2 separate regions of the Sus scrofa genome follow, and region 1 is linked to region 2. Evidence: chromatin contacts called from public Hi-C data. All regions are on one chromosome and are shown on one strand. The core of a region is the stretch at or near the end of the contact, and the rest is flanking DNA. Distances in the headings are between cores, read along the strand shown. Region 1 holds the start of RIPK4 (receptor-interacting serine/threonine-protein kinase 4). Region 2 holds the start of TMPRSS2 (transmembrane protease serine 2).

Region 1 (5,524 bases), core at 2,498-4,997, 250 kb before region 2:
CCTGGAGCCCGGGCGGTGTGCTAGGCGCTGCGCCCGCGCGGGGCGCCCACGGTCTGCGCTGCCTGCCTCCCTCGCGTTTCCACCCTCACGACGGCCGCTTCCCAAATGCGAGATGCAAAACTTGCACTGAGATCGGTCCACTTTTACCTAACTACATATTGAAAGTGGAACTCTATGCTTTGATTAAAAGTTTTCATTGCTATAAAAATTATTGACACTGGAGGGGGTTCAATCATTTCACCGAATATGAATGTTTGCAAAATTATAGATAAGGTTTCTCTGTTTACTAAGAAACTTGCTACAGCTATTAAGAGGGAAATTTCAATCTAGTATGCATGTTCTTATTTCATAATCTGATAAGACTTGTATTTTAAAGCTAACATTAAAAGCTTTAAATCTCAATTGTATATGCTTAATCTCATACGTAAAACGGTTTGATAGCTTTTGAGGTTTTTCTTAAAGCTCGCGAGTGCCAAAACATCTGCAGTTTAAAAATGATGGATCTGGAGGTGGGCCTAGTGGCCTAGAGGTTAAGGACCTGGCGTTGTCACTGCTATGGCTCCATTGCTGCTATGGCTCCAGCTTGATCCCTGGCCTGGCAACTTCTGCATACCTTGGGCATGGCCAAAAAATGAAAATAAAAATGATGGATCTTTATACTTTGTGCCTTTTAAAAGATTAAAATCATTTCAACAAAATTATTTGCTGTGTTTAAATCTTTTCACCTAGTCTGTCACTATTACTTGCTATGCATTTGTATTAAATACTTGCACAACAAAATAAGACTATAAATATTTCCTTTAGACTCTTGAGTCACCTATTTTATATTCTACATCTAAAAACTATCTTTGGGCTTTCTTGGATGGCCAAGGTATAACTGCAGAGGTTTATCCTCTCACACTGTAAAATAAACAATGCTAAAATAACCACTAAAATATTGAAACTGTAACTTTGTTGTTGTTGTTGTCTTTTTAGGCCGCACCCACAGCATACTGAGGTTCCCAGGCTAGGGGTCGAATTAGAGCTGCAGCTGCCGGCCTACACCGCCGCCACAGCAACGCCAGATCCGAGCTTCATCTGTGACCTACACCACAGCTCATGGCAACACCAGATCCTTAACCCACTGAGCGAGGCCAGGGATGGAACTTGCGTCCTCATGGGTACCAGTCAGATTCGTTTCCACCGAGCCACAATGGGAACTCTAGGACTGTAACATCTAAACTCAGTGATTTATTTTATTTTATTGAAGTACAGTCGATGTACAATATTATATAAGCTACAGATGTACAAGTTTGAAAGGTTATACTCTATAGTTATCATAAAAATTGGCTGTATTGCCTGTGCTGTACAGTGTATCCTGTGGCTTATTTTATACATAATAGGATATACCTCTTAAACCCCTAGTCCTATATTGCACCTTTCCCCACTGGTAATCACTCATTTGTTCTTTATATCTATGGGTCTGTTTCTAACCATAAGTTACTTTTATACTTGGAAATGTCAATCTTACCGGCCAATGACCAAAAACCATTAACATAAACACTCTCCCATAATCCTAGAGGGTCTAGAACTCAGCTTGTCTTGACAATTCTTGCAAGGGACTTTGTTTTCCTTTTACAGATTAAAAAACCGCCCCTCAGAGTGGGTTGAGTGGCTGGTACGAGGACCCCACTGAAGTCAGAGCAGCAAGCTGGGCCAATCCACCCAGCCTTGGCCAGGATTTGCCCCCTATCTGCTTGCAGCTGTGGGCTGGCTGTCAAAGCCCCTGTGGGCTCTGGTTTCCCAGCCCGGGAGCCCAACGCCGGGCCTGCAGCAGACACTCCATAAATATTTGTCGAGTGAAGCAAGCAGGTGATTAAATAAATGAAATTGGTGTGTTTTATTACCAGACTGGTGTGGACTGTTAGTCACTGATACTGCTTAACTTCCTGTAGGTGAGACGCTAGACTCTACAGGGAGTCGAGAGAGAGGTGCCAGAGGCAGTGCAAATGACTCATTTTCTGCTCAGTTCAATTCTCCCCCACCAAAATAACAACTGTGTTTATACATTTCAAGTTATCTTTATATGTTTTCGATTCTGATTATTTTTGTCAATATTAGCTCAAATGTTAGCTACATTCATGACAAACAAGCTTGAAATAACCACTCCGGGCTCAAGAGATCAAATTTTGATTTCAAGATTATGTGGGAAAGGACCAGGCTGGGAAAGACCAGGCTGTCTGGTCTTCCCAAGAGGTCCTGGAACATGCACTGTCGTGTCCCCAAGTGTGAGCGCTCACCAAAGAGAAGCCCTGGGAGCGAACGGGGGTCAGTTACTGGTTGTAAAACAAGACTATATATGCCCAGTGGAAAGTAAGGTCTATAAAAGCTAAGTCTGAGGACGGGTTCCCGTCATGGCACAGCAGACGCAAATCCAACTAGGAACCACAAGGTTGCGGGTTCCATCCCTGGCCTTGCTCAGTGGGATAAGGATCCGGCATTGCCGTGAGCTGTGGTGTAGGTGGCAGACGCAGCTCGGATCCTGTGTGGCTGTGGCTGTGGCTGTGGTGTAGGCCGGCAGCTGTAGCTCTGATTTAACCCCTAGCCTGGGAACCTCCACATGCCCCAGGTGCACGTGCGTGTGGGCGCGCACACACACACACACACACACACACACACACACACACACACACAAAGCTAAGTCTGAGGCTCCAATACACTGGCTAAGACCAACCTGTCCCTTTTGGTGACCACACATAAATACAGTTGATGTCTTTGAAACACCCCCTCTCGCCTCCCCATCCTGTCCTCATTATTCATCTCATTTGGCTGAGAATAAACTGCACAGTCGAACGGTAATGAGTGTTTTTTAGGCGTGGAAGTTCGCAGTTACACTTCTTGACCTCTGACCCAGTTATCTTTCCAAGAACTGGGTGCATTCCGGCTGGGATTTCCTCCCCACCCCGGCTGGTGGAAAACCATCTTTCCTTTTCAAGTGACCTGTCCTTGTAAAGAGAGGCTGTTCTCCAGGAAAGGGTGGGAACCTGCGCTGTCTTTGGAATGCACTTTAGATTTGATGTTGGGGTAATTTTTCAAAAAAAAAATTACCTTCCAAGTAGAAACGTCCGTGTGAAAAGGTGAAGGGAGTTGGGCTGAATGCAAAAGGCCAAAAGCTCCCACGCTCTGTGATTTCTGTGGCAAACGTGCCGTATTTTGAAATAACACCATTTTAGAAACGGAGAAAACGTTGGTGAGGGAGGAGGGCTTGGAAGTTTGGTTATAAAGGGCCACAGGAGGGGTTCTTGCCCATCTAATGCCCCGTATATTGACTCCAGCGGCAGATTCGCGAATCCACACAGGTGACAACATTGTATACACCTTATTACTCGCTGACAAGGACAAATAAAATTGGGCAAATCTGAAAAAGAGCGGTGGATTGCATCAAAGTCAATATCTACTTTTTTTCTTTCTTTTGCAGTTTTGCAATGATAGCACTGGGGCAACCCTTGGCAGAGTGCATTATTTTTTGCAACTGCATATAACTCTACAGTGAGCTAAACACACACACACACATGCACATGCCCGCACGCACGCACACTCGCAGGCCACCAGCCGAGCGCGGCGCTCGCTTCTTCCCCCGCTGGGCACCAGGGGGAGAGCGCGCTGTGACCTCACCGGCCGGTGGGTCGTTCCGCCCCAACCCGGGGCCCGGGGGGCGGGGCCAGCGGAGGGCGGGGCGCTCGGCGGACGTGACGTCAGCGGGCGGGGCGCGCACCTGGGCACCTGGGCGGCCGCGGCGGCGCGGGGCGGCGGCTGGACGCGCGCGATGGAGGGCGAGAGCCGGAGCCCGTGGGCCCTGGGGCTGCTGCGCACCTTCGACGCGAGCGAGTTCGCGGGCTGGGAGAAGGTCGGCTCGGGCGGCTTCGGGCAGGTGTACAAGGTGCGCCACGTCCACTGGAAGACCTGGCTCGCCATCAAGTGCTCGCCGAGCCTGCACGTCGACGACAGGTCAGCGGCCCGGGCGGGGACCGCGGCTCCGGAGCGGGCGGCAGGCAGCGGGGCCCGGCCTCGCAGCGGCCGGCGGGGGCCCGGGTGCCGGAGTGCCGGGCGTTCTCTTTCTCTCCACCTGAGTCGCCTCCAGAGCAGCCTCGGGAGGGAGACCAGGCGCCGGGCGGGCGAGCCCGTGAGCTCCGGGCGGTGTCCGCGCCGCTTGCCCGGCCGGAGGGACGCCGGGTCTCATTGCTCACACCGCGGCCCCGGGCTGCGGCTCCTGCGGGGGACCTCGGGGGGCCGCGTTGCCGAAGATGCAAATGCCCAGTATTGTTACCTGGCTTCCGGTGAGCCCGGGATTTTCAGGGTCGCGAGCCCACCTCGGGCCTTGGACCCGCGCCCCTCGGAGGTGCGCCCGGCCCGCCCAGGACCCACCCCGGTGCTGCGGTCTGCGCCCTGCTTAGAAAAATTGCCGTGTGGGGATCTGGGCTTTGTGAGTGAGTTAGTCTCCGTTCGACGTACTTAGTAATTTGCTTTGGAGCACAAATTGGTGTAAGATGGTAATTATTTCGGTCGGAAGCCCTGGCTTGGCTTGGCCGGGCTTCCTCGGCGCCCGGGCACTTGGGCGTGGGCGTTACCTGGCGTGGGCCTAGCGGTGGGGTCCTGCGGGCGGCCTGGGGGCCTTTTTCTAAGGTCCGGCGCTTTCTGCCCGCGCGCTCTCGTTTTAGCTGTCTTAATTTCGAGGCCGAGCCTCTGGGGAGGGGGCTTGCACTGACCCGCTTGGTGGCGGTGCCCTCCTGGACCCCGGTTTACCCGTTTAAAGACCTCAGAGCCGGGACCCATCTGCCTGGCCTTCCACAACAGGCCTGCCCAAGTTAGTGAAGACGCCTGGAAAGGCCCAGAGCTGCCCCAGTTAAACTTGGCCGGTGGAGTGTGGTCTGCGCATAATTTGGGGGGTGGGAGGAGGGTCTGGAAAAGGAGCTCTTTTGGGGCGGGGGGGAGGTTCGTCATTGGCGGTTGCATTTTGATAATTTGCAGGCTTCAACTGGGGGCATTTAAATGGCTTATCCTTTGGTGAAGCTTGCCTTCTACATGGAAGTTACTTGCTGTTTGTGTTCTGTAAGCTCCCTCAGGCGGTCAGCCCCCAATAGACACAGACACGAAAAAGCGGCTCCTGTTAAACCCGGAATAGCCTTTGCTGTCTCAGGGTTTCTGATCCCATGCTTTTTGAGTGATGGGGCCTCCAAACTGCAGCTTTTCAGCCCTCGGATGGTGGTGATGCTTATCCAGGGGTGGCTGTGTGTGTCGCTGGACTAGGTTACCGCCTGCAATCCCCCATAGAAGGAAACCCCCCGTCCCCCCTCCCCGTACTTGGTGGCTTTGTGTTTTCATCTTGGCCAAGGAGATGATATGGCAGAGCTATTGGTGGCTCTTTGCTCTAAGCCTCAAACCCAGTGTTTCTTGGAAACTTCAAGAGAGCAGTGATAAGTGTCCTATAAATATCACTAACTCAAAGGTGAGATGCTTGTGAAGCTGGGCCTGGGATCCAGAGAAC
Region 2 (5,772 bases), core at 2,236-4,735:
TACCTGTCCTGAGCTGGTGTCTCTCTCTCCGTCTGTCTCTGTCTGTCTCAGTGTCTCTCTTTCTCATTTTGGGGTCAGTTACCGTGGATGCCATTTCTCTTCTTATCTTCCATTTGTTTATGTCGCACTATTACTTAAATCCACCCCTGTTTGTTAACTTTCCTCTGAGAGTTCATTTTTCCCCAGCAAGGCACGGAGCATCTTTCCATGTAATGCCTAAGATGTAATTAGGTGTATGGGGTTTTATGCGGCGGCTGAGGCCCACAGGGATCCATGGATCGTGGCTCACTGGATGGGGAGTGTCCAGCATTGCTTGCTTTGGACTTTGAAGAAGGGTTACCGCATCTGAGGTCCAGGAACCTGGGGCTCCTTCCACCCATCCCACCTCATCCCACCACCTGTCTGCGCCTGGAAGGCACCTGACCAGGCCCAGGGCAGGAGCGTGAAGGGTGTGTTGGGGCAAGTCAGGGGAGCCTTCGTTATGGGGCGGCCCCTGACCCCTAGAAGGGGTGGGGGGTGGCATCTCTGAGTCTGACCTCACTTGCATTGGTTTGTTGGTTTTCAAAATAAGTCTTCAGCAGGTGCACGTGGAGGTCCAGAGGGGAGACTCTTCTTCTTGGGAAATAGCTTCATTAAATGGGATGCAGGTAGGAACAGTTTTCACACCTTGGGATGCAGGTAGGATTCCAGGGCTGGATCCCGAAGAGCAGCGGCCAGGCAGGTGACTCGGGGTGTGAGTCAGCCTCTGAAAGGAGAGCTCAGAGAGGCCTGAGATGGCCGTGTCCTGTCCTGTGACCATGGCGGGGCGGGACCTCGCCGGGAACAAAGAGGGGGCGGAGTTTGGGCACGTGTGTGGCTTGGCTCTTTGTCACTTCGAGGAAGAGCCCTTCCTCAAGGCTGGCTTTGTGGAACCAAGGGCCATCCTCCACGTCCTTTAACTGACAGGAAAGAACACTCGAGAAGCCGCATCGTGTCCCGCCAGCTAGGCTGTCTCGCTCCTTTCAGAAGCCAGTGGGAGAGGGTTGCTGTCTTGCCTGGGCCTGGAATTGCCTGTTTGAGATGAACCGCAGCAGGGAATGTGATCTCCTGGTCTCTCCAGTTGTCTCCCATCATCACATACACTCCCCGGGGAGACCTCTCTTTCTTTCTCTTTGGCCACAGAGAGCTGTAGGCAGCATACTCTTGTCTTCTCTCCCAAAGGCCATGGCAGCGGATCTGGGTGCACTTGGCATTCTGGCTCCAGGGTTCTGTGGGTCGTGGGAGCGCTGGTGAGATAGGATCGTGTGGTGGTTACGTCTGGGTCCCGGGCTTTTCCAGGCCAATCCCCGGCCACGCGGCCCCCCGCACCCCTGGCTTCCTGGTCTCTCGCTGTTCGGGGTCCCGAATGAGTAGGAAGCATGGGTTTCGGGCGTTGATGCCTCACTCCTTTCAGACGGCTCGTAAACCGGGAAAGCCGCCAGTGGGATCGAATGTTCATTTCCTGAAACTTCAACCAAACCTCTAACTGGGGAGATGGCGCGAAGCCACAGAGGGCAGAGAAACCAGAGAGACGAGACTGTTCCCTGGGGCAGGAGTCCCCTGAGACTAATCTGAAGAAGGCACAGAGCTTTTCCTGCCGAGACCAGAGGATTTTATGCTGCTGTCAGGTCCGGATCCCTCTCTCTTTACAGAGCAGCGGTAGGAAAGGTTATTAAATTGCGATAATCACACCCACTCAAAGGCTTAAATGTTGTGTGCTTTCAGAACGCCGCTCCCTTGCTGCTGTGTGCTGTCAGTTTTCTTCCCTCGTACCCGGAAAGGGGTTGACTCTGTTTTTTTTTTTTTAATCTTAAGAAAAAATCTCAAAGCTATCAGTACAAACTGGTTCTTTTATTTTATCTCTTTACATGAAGGGTAAATACACATTGGGTGTGTTTTTCTTGTGACCTGTTCCACGAGGTTTCCCAAGATTAAGCAGCCATACTTGTGTTTACAGCAAATTCGTGTTTGCGTTTTTTTTTTTTAAGTGTAATGCATCAAATAATAATTTTGCTTGGTGGTCAGAGAGGCGGCGCCAGGAGGGAGCTGGCTGTGCGGCATTTGGCCCCATTGGGTTTTCAGAGCTGGTGGATTTCGTGTTAGTCTCTTGAGGACACTTTTCTGATACACATCTGCAAATGCTGCCAATCGGGCCCATCCTGCTTCTGGGGGCTGTTCACCATTTATCAGCTTTATGATCACTTAAAAAATTCTTTCGTCTTGGGGTATAGTTGATTGACAATGTATTAGATTCAGGTGCACAGCCCAGTGAATCAGTTTCACGTTTACACACACATACCCATTCTTTTCTCCCTTGTAGGTTATTACAGAACCTTGGGTAGCCATCCCTGTGCTGTACAGTAGGGCCTTGTTCGTATCTATTTTATATATATGACCATTTTATTAACAAAAACGTATGCAGCGCTTCCTGCGTGCCAGGCACTAAGAACCTCACCATTGCCTCGTTTCAGTCCCCCAGCAGCTCTGTAGCGGGTGGTACTGTTACTCCTTTCCCTGCATCCTTCCCTTGCAGACAAGAAAACCAGGGCCTGGACATGGGAACCGATTTGCCCCTGGTCACAGCTAGAGCGTGACTGAGCTGGGGCTTGCACCCACGGTCGCGTCGCAGAGGTCATGGGCTTAGCAGCTGTGCTGTGCTGCCTGCTGTGTTCGAGCCCCTGCCTCGTGCCAGGCACTGAACAGATGAAAGCTGTTCCGTCCTGATCTGGTCAGGTCGCAGCCCAGATGGGTCCAGATCGAAGCTTTCGTCTGGGGACACCAGCCTTCGCATGGATGCGTGTAAAGGCCGTTTCTCGAAGCATTGTGTGGTTATCTCAAGGCAGCCAGGAGCAGTGGAAAAAGCCCTCGTTTGCTCAGGATGGGGAGAGTCATGTAGAATCAACTTTTCACGTGGCCAGTCTTTCTAGATGTTACGGTTAACTGTGCACACGTGTCAGAAAACAAGGCGACCCAGAGCTTCCGCGTCATTACTTTAGAAACCCCAGCGAGGTGGTGAATTTCTTTCTCTCCTGGATCTGAGGGAGCGAGCGGCATGGCTGGGGGGTAAGCATGTGGTTTAAGGAATTTTTAACTTATGTGTTTGTGAAGATGGGGGCGGTTCCATGTGGCTTATTTGGAAAGTCCGGTGTGGCTGCCTTCGGGTACTAAGCTCTAGGGCACCTGCTCCACCAGGGAGAGGTGGGGTGGGCTGCTGCCCAAGGAGTCTCACCGCACACACACTCCCGCACCTGCCACCGGGCCCGTGAGGTGTCTGCCTGTGTCTGGCGTTAAATCCTCTCCTGAACAAGCCCATGTGATGCCTGCATCTGCTGCTGCACGAGACTCGGCGAGGCCACTTGTCTGGTGACAGCTCAGGACATGGCATTGCCAGGAGCTGACCCCAGGCTTTGCCCTCCTTCCTCGGGGTCCCTGTGCCCGTTTCTCTTTGCGTTTGGTGAAGATGACGTTGGGAAAGTCTGGTCCTCCTGGTGGGTGCTGGGTGGGTGCGGGAAGCCCTGAACTCAAGCTGCAGGCAAGCGGGGCCCAGGCTCCTTTGGGACTAGCGGCTGCAGGAAAAGACGCTGCAGCGAAGGCTAAGGGGCACGGGCAGAGCCGCCCTGGTTCCCGAGAAAAGTGGCCCTCACCCAGAGAGCCTTCTGGTTCTTTCTTGATTCATCTTCTGCCAGCTCACCGGTATGGAAATTTTACAGTCTTGTCATTCTTTCTTTTAGGTCAACTTGAAAGTTCCAAATACTTACCTGTACCTGATGCTGCTGATAAAATCAGGATGGCTTTAAACTCAGTAGGTGGTTAATTATTACCTCCCTGGCCTTTCCTCTGTCCCCTGTGCCTTCTGTTAGTTCCAGCGGTACCTGTTGGTCAGCATTTTAGGAGCCACCATGGGGAACGCATGTGTCCTGTGGGTGCTGCGAAGGTGTTCCTGGGGTTAGGGGTGAGCAGGAGCGGGGCGGAGGGAGCCCCATGACAGGTGCACGGCTGGGAGTCTCGGAGCGGTGGGTGGTGTGGGTGATGGGCTTCTTCCCTGGGCTGCTTCTCTTCCTGCTCCAAGTGGGGGTGGGGCAGGGGACAGGAGCGGGTGCGGTGACAGATAGAGGCAGGATGGTGGTACAAGGGAGTGAGACCTGGGGGGAAGGAGGGCGGGATGGACCACCAGCTGGCAGAGCACAGCGGGGCCTCGCTTCCTGGTAGGCTGGGAAAGGTGGTGACAGAATGGGACACTGGGTCTATCCCTGAACTGCCCCCCACCCCCACCCCCCGCCTCACACGCAGACAAATGTCTTTATTCCCCCTGGCACCTTACCGATCGTCTTATACCTGGGAATAAGTGCCTTTAGCAAAGAACTGTAGTTCATAACAAAAATTTCCTCTCTCCTCTTTCTGGAAAATAGACCTTGGCACCCCCGCCCCCACCCCTTTATTGGGTAGTACTTATTTTCACTCAATCTTCTTAAAATTTCAGGGAGTTCCATGGTGGCTCAGCAGGTTGAGACTCTGACTGGTATCTATGAGGATGTGGGTTCGATCCCAGGCCTCGCGCAGTGGGTTATGGATCTGGCGTTGCCATGAGCTATAGCGTAGGTTGCAGATGAGGCTTGAAGCTGGCGTTGCTGTGGCTGTGGTGTAGGCTGTAGCTCTGAATCGACCCCTGGCCTGGGACCTTCCATAGGCTGCGGGTGCGGCCCTAAAAAAGACAAAAGTAAAAAAATAAAATAAAATTTCAAGTCTCCGGAACAGGAATTCACAGGGACAAACTGGCGCTCTTGCCCCAGCTCTCCTGGGGAGGACAGCCTGTTCCTAGATGCTGCAGATACAGGCCAGAGGCCGGCCGTGCCTCTTTTTTTTTTGCCTCTGGTTCCCCATTTAGATTAGAGATTACATGTTGTTTTTTCCTTCTGTGACCGGTCTGGTTTAGAGTGTAATCTTTGGACTTTTGAAAGAGCCGTTGGTTGGTGAGTTATTAAAACTCGCCCTGGGCTCATTGCTTTCTAATCGCGCTGCCCTGGGGGCCCCGCTGAAAATTCGGAGCACCGAATTGCTTCTGCTCAGGATGCTGGTCCTCCCTGGGCTCTCCTCAACCCAGAGCAGCGGAGAAATGACTCAGTGGGAACACATTTGCCCGGAGGATGCACAGATAAGAGGGCAAAGCAGCGCAAGGTCGCAGGCTGCTGGGGCCTGGGGGGAGGGGGGCTGGGGGGGCCGTGGTGTCAGAAGGTGGGCTCCTGAGGGCCAGGCCCCAGCGGGCAATTCTTAAGTAGGCAGAGGGGGAGGGGAAGGCATTCTAAGACAGAAACCAGCCGAAGGAAGGATGGAGCTGAGAGCGAGATGCTGTGGCAGGGTGCTCCTTCCACCTTTGGGTGTGTGTTAACGCTGTGCCCCAGAAATTCCATTCGCTGGGACAGGCTGCAGAAGGCACACGCTGAGCACTAAGGCCCGTGCTGGACAAAGCTGCTCATGGCAGCACATCTGCCAGCGGCTCCCTCAGTGGCAGATCCTTTAGGTCGATTTTGGGTTTTTTTTGCTTTTTTTAGGGCTGCACCTATGGCATATGGAGGTTCCCAGGCTAAGGGTCAAACCAGAGCTAAGCTGCTGGCCTGCGCCACAGCCACAGCAATGCAGGATCTAAACCGCGTCCTTGACCTACACCACACAGCTCATGGCAATGCCGGATCCTTAACCCATTGAGTGAGGCCTCGGGGATCGAACCTGCATCCTCGTGGATGCTGGTTAGAATCG

The links. A called contact is a pair of places that touch in the nucleus more often than the background predicts.
Region 1: a contact with region 2 is called in a Hi-C map of liver, with 2.7 times the contacts expected there. The contact joins the promoter of RIPK4 here to the promoter of TMPRSS2 in region 2. A contact is called at or near these places in 1 of 5 promoter capture datasets (liver) and 1 of 47 Hi-C or Micro-C datasets (liver).

Annotation. Positions count from the first base shown.
Region 1 is chr13:205,151,223-205,156,746 of Sscrofa11.1, reverse strand. RIPK4 (receptor-interacting serine/threonine-protein kinase 4) reads left to right here and starts at 3,747. Exons shown (of 8, transcript XM_003132781.4): 1 at 3,747-3,987. The coding sequence starts at 3,806.
Region 2 is chr13:204,903,124-204,908,895 of Sscrofa11.1, reverse strand. TMPRSS2 (transmembrane protease serine 2) reads left to right here and starts at 3,485. Exons shown (of 15, transcript XM_021071009.1): 1 at 3,485-3,506; 2 at 3,750-3,820. The coding sequence starts at 3,806.